Linked DNA regions of Danio rerio: region 2 is linked to region 1. The links are chromatin contacts, called in public HiChIP or PLAC-seq maps. All regions are on one chromosome and are shown on one strand. The core of a region is the stretch at or near the end of the contact, and the rest is flanking DNA. Distances in the headings are between cores, read along the strand shown.

What was found. HiChIP or PLAC-seq counts read pairs in DNA pulled down with a chosen protein or histone mark.
Region 2: a contact with region 1 is called in an H3K4me3 HiChIP or PLAC-seq map of gastrula embryo, with 2.6 times the contacts expected there. The contact joins the promoter of mark3b here to the promoter of zpax1 in region 1. A contact is called at or near these places in 1 of 18 Hi-C or Micro-C datasets (an unstated tissue) and 2 of 4 datasets of contacts at active chromatin or transcription factors (embryo and gastrula embryo).

The regions. Positions count from the first base shown.
Region 1 is chr20:47,046,049-47,051,976 of GRCz12tu, reverse strand. zpax1 (zona pellucida protein AX 1) reads left to right here and starts at 1,645. Exons shown (of 21, transcript NM_212718.2): 1 at 1,645-1,768; 2 at 1,841-1,938; 3 at 2,021-2,116; 4 at 2,209-2,333; 5 at 2,405-2,548; 6 at 2,636-2,740; 7 at 2,811-2,975; 8 at 3,045-3,141; 9 at 3,559-3,776; 10 at 4,180-4,333; 11 at 5,010-5,218; 12 at 5,288-5,405; 13 at 5,477-5,676; 14 at 5,742-5,856. The coding sequence starts at 1,746.
Region 2 is chr20:47,229,178-47,234,794 of GRCz12tu, reverse strand. It overlaps mark3b (MAP/microtubule affinity-regulating kinase 3b), which reads left to right and starts at 2,642. Exons shown (of 18, transcript NM_001076575.2): 1 at 2,642-3,237. The coding sequence starts at 3,187.

The DNA.
Region 1 (5,928 bases), core at 396-2,895:
TTGTTAATAGAGGATGCTGGGCAGCCAGCGAACGGAGCATTACAGTAATCCAGTCTAGAAGTCATAATAAGACTTCATAATGCATCTGAGATGGATAGCATACTTCGTAACTTAATGATATTTCTCAGATGAAAGAAGGCAGTTTTTGTGACATGGAGTATATGATTTTCAAAAGTTAAATTGCTGTCTAATATGACACCTAGATCTTTTATACTAGAGCTAATGCTAACTTTGTATCCCTCTTATTCAGGGATGTCAAACTCGTTTCCTAAAGTGCCGGAGCCCTGCACAGTTTAGTTCCAACCCTAATTAAACACACCTGATCGAACTAATTGAGTCCTTCAGGCTTGTTTGAAACCTACAGGTAAGTGTGTTGAAGCAGGGTTGGAACTAAACTGCATTGCTACGGCCCTCCAGGAATTGAGTTTGACATCCCTGCTCTAATTGGAGGTGAAGTTGCGAGATCTGCTGTGTACAAGATTTAGGCCCAATAAGTAATAATTCTGTTTTGTCTGAGTTTAAGATAAGAAAATTGTTAGTCATCCAGTCTTTAAAATCTTTAATACACTCAGTTAGCTTAGACCACAGGTGTCAAACTCAGTTCCAAAAGGGCCGCAGCTCTGCACAGTTTAGTTCCAACCCTAACTAAACACACCTGATCAAACTAATTGAGTCCTTCAGGGCTTGTTTGAAACCTACAGGTAAGTGTGTTGGAGCAGGGTTGGAACTAAACTGCAGGGCTTTGGCCCTCCAGGAATTGAGTTTGACACCCCTGGCTTAGACAGTTCAGACATCTCATCAGGTTTAGTTAAAATATATAATTGAGCATCATCTGCATAGCAGTGAAAGCTGATCCCATGTCCCATGTATGTTGTAAACAGCAAACAACACAATCCTCTAGTCTGCTTTTTTTAATTAAATATTTTTTAATGTATGCCTTTCCACCTAAAAACATTCCGGGGTCATTTATTTCTAGCTATTTTTTTTTTAGCTGTAGAAAACAGCTTGTGATGCTTGAGATTGCAACACGGTACACACACACTGAACACACTTGATGTAAGCATTTTCATGGTTCTTTGTTTTACACAGTAATGTTGGTTTCTGAACACTTGTGCTTTGAAATGTGGAGAAAAAAAGTTTTCAGGTCCCTCAAAACCTTTTTTTTTTTTTTGCAAAAAAGCAGCCAAACTACATAGTGTAACTTTTGTAAAATATACCATTAAATCACCAATGATGCAACAATTTTTTTAAATAAACACATTCTTTAAAAGTGTATTTTGCTTGTAATTATGCTTTTTGTATACTGCTTTTGTTGCATTTTATAAGAGCTTTTATAGCATCTGGGTGTAGCTTGTCAGAATTAAACAAGACCATTTAATTATGTTTGTAGATAATAGCATATAAAACTAAAGAAAATCAAATATTTCTATCATTTTAGGGCCTGGAGTAGTTATTAAAAACATCTTTGAATTTGAAATAGTTTCTGTTGCTTTCAGAAACTTGCATGTAATCCAATGATCTTTAGGAATTCTCCCTCTGAATGCTGCTCATGATTATTAACTCATGACACCTGGTGTTTAGTTGCTGATTGGCATCACCTGTGCACAAGATCCCTTTTATACCGTTCCTTTCAAACGGCGTTTCATACACTGCTTTGAGCTGTTGTAGCTTGAAGGGTTTAAATTGTGGTGGTTTCTATAACATTTGACCACCTGGAAACAGAAGGGCCTGTTATTTGAGCAAGGATGTCATGGCTTCTTGGGATTTGGTGAGTTAAATTTTTTTGTATATGGGGTTTTGTTTATCTTGCTTGTTACTCATTAGTATTTCTTCCTTTCAGTACTCTATGGCTGTTGATGGTTGTGGTTTTGTCCCAAAAGTTCGTTGAACAACAAGTGAAAAATTTTGATTTGGTGGCAGCACAGAATTTTAACCAAAGTATGTTCTTGTATATTCCTCTGAATCTATTGGTTCTTCCTGTTGTCTCCATTTACTTACTTCTATTTTACTATTTCCCCAGGAACAGGCCTGAGGACTGAATGTCTGGGAAGTTATATGAAGCTAACCATAGACAAGTCTATAGCTTTCGGAAACCAGGTTGAGATTGATGTTGTCAGTAAGTGTCTCTTTAACACCGTAATAGCCAATGCTGGAAATCTGGTTATTTGCATCCTCTTAACTGACTTTCTCCCCATTTTTCTCCTTCAGATGGATCCCAAATTGAACCTCTAACCCCAGCCCTGGCTGCAAAATGTGGTTTTAGTGTAGACTCTGATCCTTGGGGTAACCACAGAATTTTTGCATCTATTCTTAACTGTTTTGCAGGCGATGAGGTAACTGGCTCTCTGACTTTGCAAACTACTGTTATCCTTCCTTATTTGTTAACTCTGTAATTTTAATTCAGGATGATACAGTCATGGAGGTTGACATGCGTGTCCGGGTACGTGGTCGTAATAACATGCAGAGCGACGTTTATCCAGTGACTAAATCCTGTACCTACGACCGATGGGCTTCTCGGGAAATCCTTTGCGAACGCAATTATATGGAGGTAAAGGCTTGGGTTGTTTGCCACTTGACATGAAAGGTGATCTTTTGGATGTTTAAAGATTTCATTAATGACTGATTTCTTCTGTAGGTCTCTGTTAATCGAATGCCAGAGGAGATTACAGCTTTGCGTAGGCAAAAGCCTAAACTGGCCAGAGCATTTTCATCTAATCAGTGGGCCGGCACGGTTTCTGAGGTATGGAGGTTCAAGGCTTTAATTTGAATCCACTTGGCACATTTCATTTTATCCAGTGTCTGCTTCCCAGGCCATTACATCCAAATACAACATCTGGAGGATGGTGTTTTTCACGCCTGAACAAAAAGCCATGGTTTTGGAGGATGCCTTAAAGGCAGGACATGGAATAACAACTACCAGGTCTCGATTGGCCATCCGAACTGGTTATGATATGCCAGAGACTTATGTGGAGAATGTAAGTACTAGAATCTTAAAGCTTGCTTTGGTAGGTTTCTTTTAGCTAATATTGCAACTGCTGTAACAGGTAAGTGGAGTGCCGATGAAGATCATCAAGGTGACCACCTACTTCAAGAAACAGTGGTCCGTAACCATGTTGGATACTGTTGCCGCATGTCCAATTGGTAGGTGTGCTTTGCTCCAATTCCTTTTTACAGAATTTCTAAGAATGAAGTGGAAAAAAGGCACTTAAATTACCATGTCCTATGGTGTGACATAACCTGAGCTAAAATAATACTTAACCATGACTTGTTGGACCATTTAATTTCAATAAATGGGGGTGTAATGCAAAAGGGGACTTTTTGGGCCTACTAAAATGTTGTAAATTCCCATTTTTAACTGGTGAATGTTGAGGGCTTCGTTCACATGATCTTAAATGGGTCAATTTAAAAAAATAAAATAAATACATTTTAAATTACTAATTTGTCAGTGCAAAACCTAAACTGGGTTGCAGTTAAATTTATCCATAAGCCATAGTACTTTTGACTGGTAAACCCTGAAGTTCTGGCTTTGACAAGGCTAAACCGTTTCTTCGTATGCAGGTGGGCTTTCTTTCACTGATGAAATGATCACCTGGTCTTTCCCCTGGAAAAATCACTTATTGGGTACATCTGACATCATTATCCATGAGATGTTAATGGGAATAGATGGAAGGCTTATTGACTCTGCGCACATGGCTGCTAGAGGCTTCATCTTAACGAGGAATGATGATTTCATTGTAATGAAATTGCCTATCGGTGGACCAGATGGCTACACCAAGGTTTGTTTTCTCATGAGTTTAGCCTTTTTTTAAAGCTGTGGTCACACTGGGCTTTTCCTCCCATAGACCTTCATCCTTATGCACATGAATGCGTCAGACCGGAAATGCAGGGTCATGCGTCAAGTTTCGCAGATTGCTGCGGTGCAAAGTTCAAGCTTGGTGAACTGCTAACTGCGAAATCGCATCGCTTGACTGCGCCAGACCAATCGAGGATCAAAACATGACCTCTCTGGACAGAATTTTAAAACATGGAGAAATCGCTTTATTTTAGTTTTTTTTTTATAAATGGCTAAGTTTGTTTAATCCTGCCCCTTTCGCAGTGGTGTATAACAGAATTTTGCACAAACTCTAGTGTGACCGTAGCTTAACTCTTGAGCCCAAGCTAATGGTTCTGTTTTTGTAGAGCGGTGTTGTGGAAAACCTGTACCACACCAGATATGTCATCGAGCCAATGTTGGAGTTGCTGTGGAGTGAGGGAGGCATGGATTCAACTAGATACAGGGTACTCTTCCCTGTCAAGACCCCTCTTATGCCTAGACCACTCCAGCTTGTTGACCGTGAGTTGTTGACTCTGACATTTACAAGTAGGGCTGCTCCGTATTTCTCAAATGACATAAAATTTATTGCAGTTTTAGTAATTTCACCAAGTGACTTAAATGGTTACATTAGGTAAATGTAGCTTTATTTTGATTAACTAGTATCTTGTAAGTGAGTGAAAGCATAGCTAAATAAAATGGAGCAAAGTTTAATAGCCATTGACTTGTTTTCAGGGCAATAAAACAATAGTGGGTACAGAAATTGAATGCATAATTAAGAATTGTTTCTACATGCATTAAACTTTATTGATGCTCCTTAACCACAAATGTTTACATTGAGTATCAATGCTGAAACCTAATGTGCATCCCTAATTACAATTGTAGCAGTTTTCCAGTCTTACTGCATGTTCTTGCCCATATGTTCTTCAATAGTTTAATGCAGGGCTGTCCAAACTCTGTCCTGGAGGGCCGGTGTCCTGCATATTTTTGCTCCAACCCCAATTAAACACCTGAACTAGCTAATTAAGCTCTTTCTAGGTATACTACAAACGTCCAGGGAGGAGTGTTGAAGGAAATTGGAGCTAAACTATGCAGGACACTGGCCCTCCAGCATGAGTTTGGACACCCCTGGTTTAATGGCATTTGATGCTAGTTTATGAAGTCTTTTCTTGGTTTGATTACTTTGTTTGTCTTGTAGTCACTGTGGTGGAACAAAGGATATTTGATGTGGTCTTGGGTCCATTTCTTCATGATGTTGAGTTGGTAAACATCACCTTTTCCGGGGTTGTCCTCACTGTGATGGAGGCCAATGCAAGGGGCTTCAACATACAGGATCAAGTCTTCCAAAATGGCTCCAAATCATTTCGACTTAATGTCCCTTTCACTGATACATTGGTTGTGAGAACTGTAAGTGTTAATCATTGACTTAATATGTGGGGCTGTTTTGTTGCTTCTCACTGAACCATTTAATTGCAGCAAACTGATCTGCTGGCTACGACGTATACTCTTCCAATCATCTACGGTTTTATGATTGTTCCTGAATACGTTGCATTCTCCTATGTCACATCTGTTCAAGTAACCTTTCAAGATATCGGTAAGTGTTTGCACATAAAACTCTGTATTTTAATGTAGGGAGTTCTCAACTAACTGCCATTCCCCATCCAGTTCTCCCAACTGTGACTGGATCCTGTGATAAAGAGCAGTTCTACATCACCATATCTAATGGAAATCTTGGCGTTGACTACAACATCATGCTGGGTACACGTGATCTCAATCAAGAACTGAGAGCAGAGTATGGCATTAGAGACAATGGCACTCACTTGACCTTGGCGGTGCCTTTCCTGTCTCTTGATGTTGCATTTGAGGTATGACTTTGCTTTTTGCCTCTTTCTGTATTTCTTGTTGCTCTTAAATGTTGTTGTCTTTGCAGTTGATGTACTCTACATCCTTGAGGGCACGGGTTGATGTGTTGGTATGGGAGCCTGTCAGTAAAAGGAGCTTAAGTGACTTTTCCCTGGCTTGCAATTTTCCAATGACTATGACCGGTATGTCTTAGTATTGTTAATTTGAAATCAAGACCAACAAAAGCTTTTACTTTGCATGACATTTTATCCAAA
Region 2 (5,617 bases), core at 1,393-3,892, 180 kb before region 1:
AAATGTGCAGCAGGGACCATAAAAAAAAAGTCTACCATTTTTTTAAGTTTGTAAGAATTTTCATGTTTAGGTGAACAATCTCTGTAACATTTTGCTGTGCATTCTTCTGTAACCTTAATGAAATCAATATGAATTTTACTGTGCAAATGTGTTTCTCTTTTGTATGAGTTTGTTTCTGTGTAATTGAAGAGAGGAGAGGCCACGCAGGAAGTGCTCAGCTAGAGGTGCGGCTTCATCCTCTCTCTGTCAGAAACACAAAACACAGCAAAATAGCCTTTGTGGCTCTGTCATGTGTTTGTTTGTGTGCATGCACCATCTGTCATGCAGCGTGAGATGTTTTTCCCCACTAAAATGCTTCTTTAACCTTTTATATTTGTCAGGGCAAGTTTTAAATGTTAGTAAAACTGTTACATATTTAGGGCAGGTCAATACTGAAGATATGAGTGATGATAATAATACAGTATGTACAGGGAACGTCGAAAGTTATATGCTCAAGCAAATAAGCTGATGAGGAATTTTTATTTGTGTTTGAAGCAGGTTAAGGTAAACCTGTTTAGAACTTATTGCAGTTCTTTATATACAGCTCCTCTGTGGTATACTTTTTAAAAAGAGAGAGAGTCTAGATAAGCTGCAGGTTGCATACAATGATTGTATGAAAATTAAAAACAGATGGTGTAGTGCAAGTAAATTATTCTGTAAGGTAAGAGTGTGATCATTTTCTGCTTTGATGAGAAATTTGACCTATAAGTTTATCTGTGGATTGGAGAATAATTTTTAAAGATTTAATTAGGACAGGAAGGTCTGACTTTGCTAAGACTAAAGTATTGGCAATTAACAGAAATAATGTACAGTATAGAATATAAAGTCGTGGTGCAGTGGAAAAAGAATTCATATTGTGTATGACTCCCATCAGCTTGGAGGACTGCATCCATACATCTCTGCAATCACTCAAATCACTTATTAATAAAGTCATCTGGAATGGCAAAAAAAGCGTTCTTGCAGGACTCCCTGAGTTCATCAAGATTCTTTGGATTTATCTTTAATGCCTCCTCCTTCATCTTGCCATCGTGTCTGGTGACTGGGCTGGCCAATCCTGGATCACTTCGACCTTCTTTGCTTTCAGGAGCTTTGATTTGGAGGCTGAAGTATGAGAAGGAGCGCTATCCTGCTGAAAAATTTGGTCAACTAGAAGTCAAGTTATTATTTGTTACTCTTACAACTGATATCGACAACAAGACTTTAGGTAGTGTAAGCTCTGTCAACCTGGTATAAAAGAAACAGACAGAGATAGATAGATGGGTGGGTAGGTAGTAGGTAGGTAGATAGATAGATGGATGGATGGATGGATGGATGGATGGATGGATGGATAGATAGATAGATAGATAGATAGATAGATAGATAGATAGATAGATAGATAGATAGATAGATAGATAGATAGATAGATAGATAGATAGATAGATAGATAGATAGCATTTTTATTTATTAGATAGACTAAAGAATTCAATAAACTGTAATTTTTAAAAAATAAAAATAATAATCAATAATTTAAATGTAAATAAACTATTCTTATTTTTAAACTCATATTGTTTATAAAAGCATAATTTATAGAAAATCTATCTATCTCTCTGTCTGTCTGTCTGTCTGTCTATTTATCTGTGAGATTTTCTTTTCATTTACCGTTATTTGTTCAAAACGGTTCATATACTCACCCTTAAATTAATCCAAACCTGTAATATATTCTCTTTATAATCGAGAAAATAATACTGTGGAAGGCATCGGGACTAGCAACTGTTTGATTCTCTGCAGAAGAAAAAAATTAATACAAGTTTGTATCCGCTGCATAAAACATATGCTGGATTAGTTGCCAGTTCATTCCACTGACAACCTCTGATAAATCAGAGAGTAAGCTGAAGGAAAATGAATGAATGGAATATAGATAAAGTTGGTTTTATATTCGGATATTCAGACATTCTCTTTAATAATGTCATTTCAGAAAAGTATTCTTTGCAAATTCTAAATTGGGAAATCTTATTAGCAAATGACAAAAGTACAACATCACAGTGAATTAGATAGTGTTAATGTTGTTTTGAAGTAATATTTGCAAGCTAATCCCGATTAAACATTCAAAGTAACATGGTAAACAATATAGAGACTGCTAAATGAATGAATGTGCGAATATAAAACCAAGTTTACCTCTATATGAATGGAAAGATGATGGCAGAAATGTGATGTGGTGGACTATCATTGTAAAAAAAAATACTACACAATATTGTCCCACTCCCAACACAATAATTTTACAGTGGATTACTATAAATATTTAAGTGGATTGAACATAAAACTGCTTGTTCTAAAGAAAAAACAAGAACTGTGTTTTCAACTCGTTTCAAATAAGTAGTTTGAACAAGTCATTTATTTAAGTCTGATAAGAGTTTCCCACAGGATCTGACGATAGAGCACTGCCGCTGAGTTATTTTGCCGGGCATTTTTTTGTGCGACAGGTACATTTTTCTCCTTAGTAATCACCCCAGCAACAACAAACAGCGGCGCGCCGGCCAATGAGCTCTAGCAGCCGCCTCTGTCCTCACTTCCTCCGGCTGCGCAGCGCTGGGTTTGGCTTGGCACCATCAGCCAGCACGCAGCCATCTTGGACGGAGCTCTATCTAGACTGGCAAAACCACACTCTTCGGGATGGGAGGAATTTAATCAACCTGGAGTGATTTAGAGCAGATCGTCTGGAGCACATGAACGAGACCGCGCATTCAGAAAGCCTATATTAAGACCCAGAACCGGTTTGAAGCGGACGCCCCCTCCCCTTTTTTCCTTGTCTGAACGCTGTGTGCAGTTTCTGAGGGGGCCTGGGAATTGTTTGTGCTTGAGTTTTACAATAGGCACTTCTCGCAAAGTTTTTTAAAGTAATCCAGGACGATGGTTTGGTTATGACCTGTCGGTTGCCAGGTCTTTTGCGGAGAGTTGCTGCTTTGTGTCGCCGGTGACCTGTTGTGTGCCGTTATGCGTCTGGATACGTTATTGCATTAATCTTGGATCTGTTACTCGTGCTGGAATCTGGTTTGGATGTCGATCCACTCCATGGTCTTCATCAGCTGGTGTCCGGCAGCTGTCCACCCTGCGAACTAAAGGTTGCTGTGATCAGACTCGGGTCCACTTTGGAGATAAAGACACATTAAAATGTCAACTAGAACACCACTACCTACTGTCAATGAGAGAGATACAGAAAACGTGAGTATGAAAAGAGTTCGTTGGAGTGTTTTTTTTATCCAAATATTTATTTTTGCGAATTCTAATGGACTTGGAAACTTTAGAGTGAGCTTTGCGCGTTAATGAAACTGTTAATAGGGTTGTGAATGTAATGTTTGTCCTGTGTGGTTTTTTACATCGCCAAGTAAGCAAGCGGTGTGACAGCTTTTAAGGAATAAACAGCAGGGCGCATTACGGCGTGACTCTCACGCGCAGCTTCACTCCGCAAAAGAACTGTCAAGTCACCCTAGAGCGACTTCCTGTAACAAATATTTCCTATATAATGTTACAAAGTAACACATCAGTGATACACTGTAGCAGTAGTGTTCAATAGTGAGGTCAACTTGGTTTATATTCGCACATTCGTTCAGTGAAAATACTCATTCAGTGACTAATACCCTTTATTGTTTACAATGCCAGTTTGAATATTGTACAAGCATGACTTCAAAACAACATTAGCACTACTTAGTTGACTGTGAACAATGTTTACTTTGATAGCCATTGGCTGCTAATTTGATTTTCATAGAATTTGCAAATACTTGTCTGAAATTGTTTTATTAAGGAGAAAGTCTGAATATGCAAATATCAAACCAAATTTACCCCAATGTGTTCATTAGTGATACTATTTCCCCTTTAATTAAACTGTTTCATGTACAGCTACAGTATAGCATCGATTCCTGTAGTGTAAAAGTTAAACGTTACTAAGTAATTCAACATTTGTAATGCAACATTCATTGATGCCACAGAGTGATACACTCTCAGATTTTCAGAGTGATATTGTTACTTTTGTAACTATTTCTGCTCTAAAGGCAGTAAATAAAGTAATATATTCAAATTTTTGCCTATGTTGCTCTTTGAAAAATAATAATATAACACATACATTTACATAACATATCCAAGTAACATAAAATTATTTTTCTGACTTACAATTACTATATATATATATATATATATATATATATATATATATATATATATATATATATATATATATATATATATATATATATATACTCTAATACAGGGATGTCAAACTCAATTGCTGGAGGGCCGCAGACCTGCACAGTTTAGTTCCAACCCTAATTAAACACTTCTGATCAAACCAAGGCTGTTTTTCAATTCCAAGAACGCAGATAACAGACTTGCGTTCTTGTGGACCGGTGTCCTCGGAAGAACGAACTCGGGAGACCAAGAGAACAGAGAGCTGTGAGAAATGTGATGCTGCGTTCTTCCTGATGGTCACGTGACCTTCACGGGTTTTAAATGGAAAATTATTTTAACATTACAGCATTCATACAGCAATTTTCTGTTTTCCCCCTTTTCAAAATATATACACTGCATAAAAAACATTATAAATATACGTTGCACAGTATAAATAAAACAGATTTTAATATGAATTTCAGCAAACAAACACCCTTAATGTGTTTATTCCCTTGATTAAGATGTCCATGGTAATGTTTATATTCACCGTTTCATTTAGGGGAACTCCTGAGGTAAATACGTTATCTCTCTGAACTTTAATAATAAACCCATATTAAGTGCTGCGCTTCCCACCTCCAGTCGCAATGACTTCTGGGACTTCTAGAGCAAGTTCGGTGCTCAAGTCTGCATTGGTGCGTCCTCGATATCAAAAACACATCCGGGAAGTTTCACGCATCCTCTGTTCTTGTTGTCTTGAGTATTGGAAGTGAACTTTAGCAGCTGATTTGACATTACACGAGGACACAAGACTGCTGAAGAAGGCATATTGAGAAACAGCCTAATTGAGTCCTTCAGGCTTGTTTGAAACATACAGGTAAGTGTGATTGAGCAGGGTTGGAACTAAACTGTGCAGGGCTGCGGCCCTCCAGGAATTGAGTTTGACATCCCTGCCCTAATAGGTACTGTGTAACCGTTATTTCTATAGTGTAAAAGTCTTTCTGCTTGATTAGGGATGCTCCGATCAGGATTTTTAAAGCTGATACAGAGGTTCGATTCCTTATGATTGAACGATACCAAGCGATTCAAATGCTTAATGCTTTAGGATGCATAAAGCACATTTTCCCCTCCAAGTATGATACCTAAGTGGAGATTTTACTAAGAGAATAAATAAATAATGTTGCATATAATCCTTTAAAAATGTCAAGAAAATAGGCCTATAAAGTTCTGTTTATTGCAGTAAGTATCAGTGGAAAGAGTACTGTAAATTTATGCTTGGGTAAGAGTACTATTACTTGCCTAAAAATGTAGTTCAAGTAGAGTAAAAGTATCTGTTGTAAATATTACTCAAAGTAAGCCCTTTCAAAAGTACTCGAGTTGTGAGTATTACGCTATAAAAAGCTGATGCATTTACATGTAATTTGTGGATTTGTGTAAACGTAAC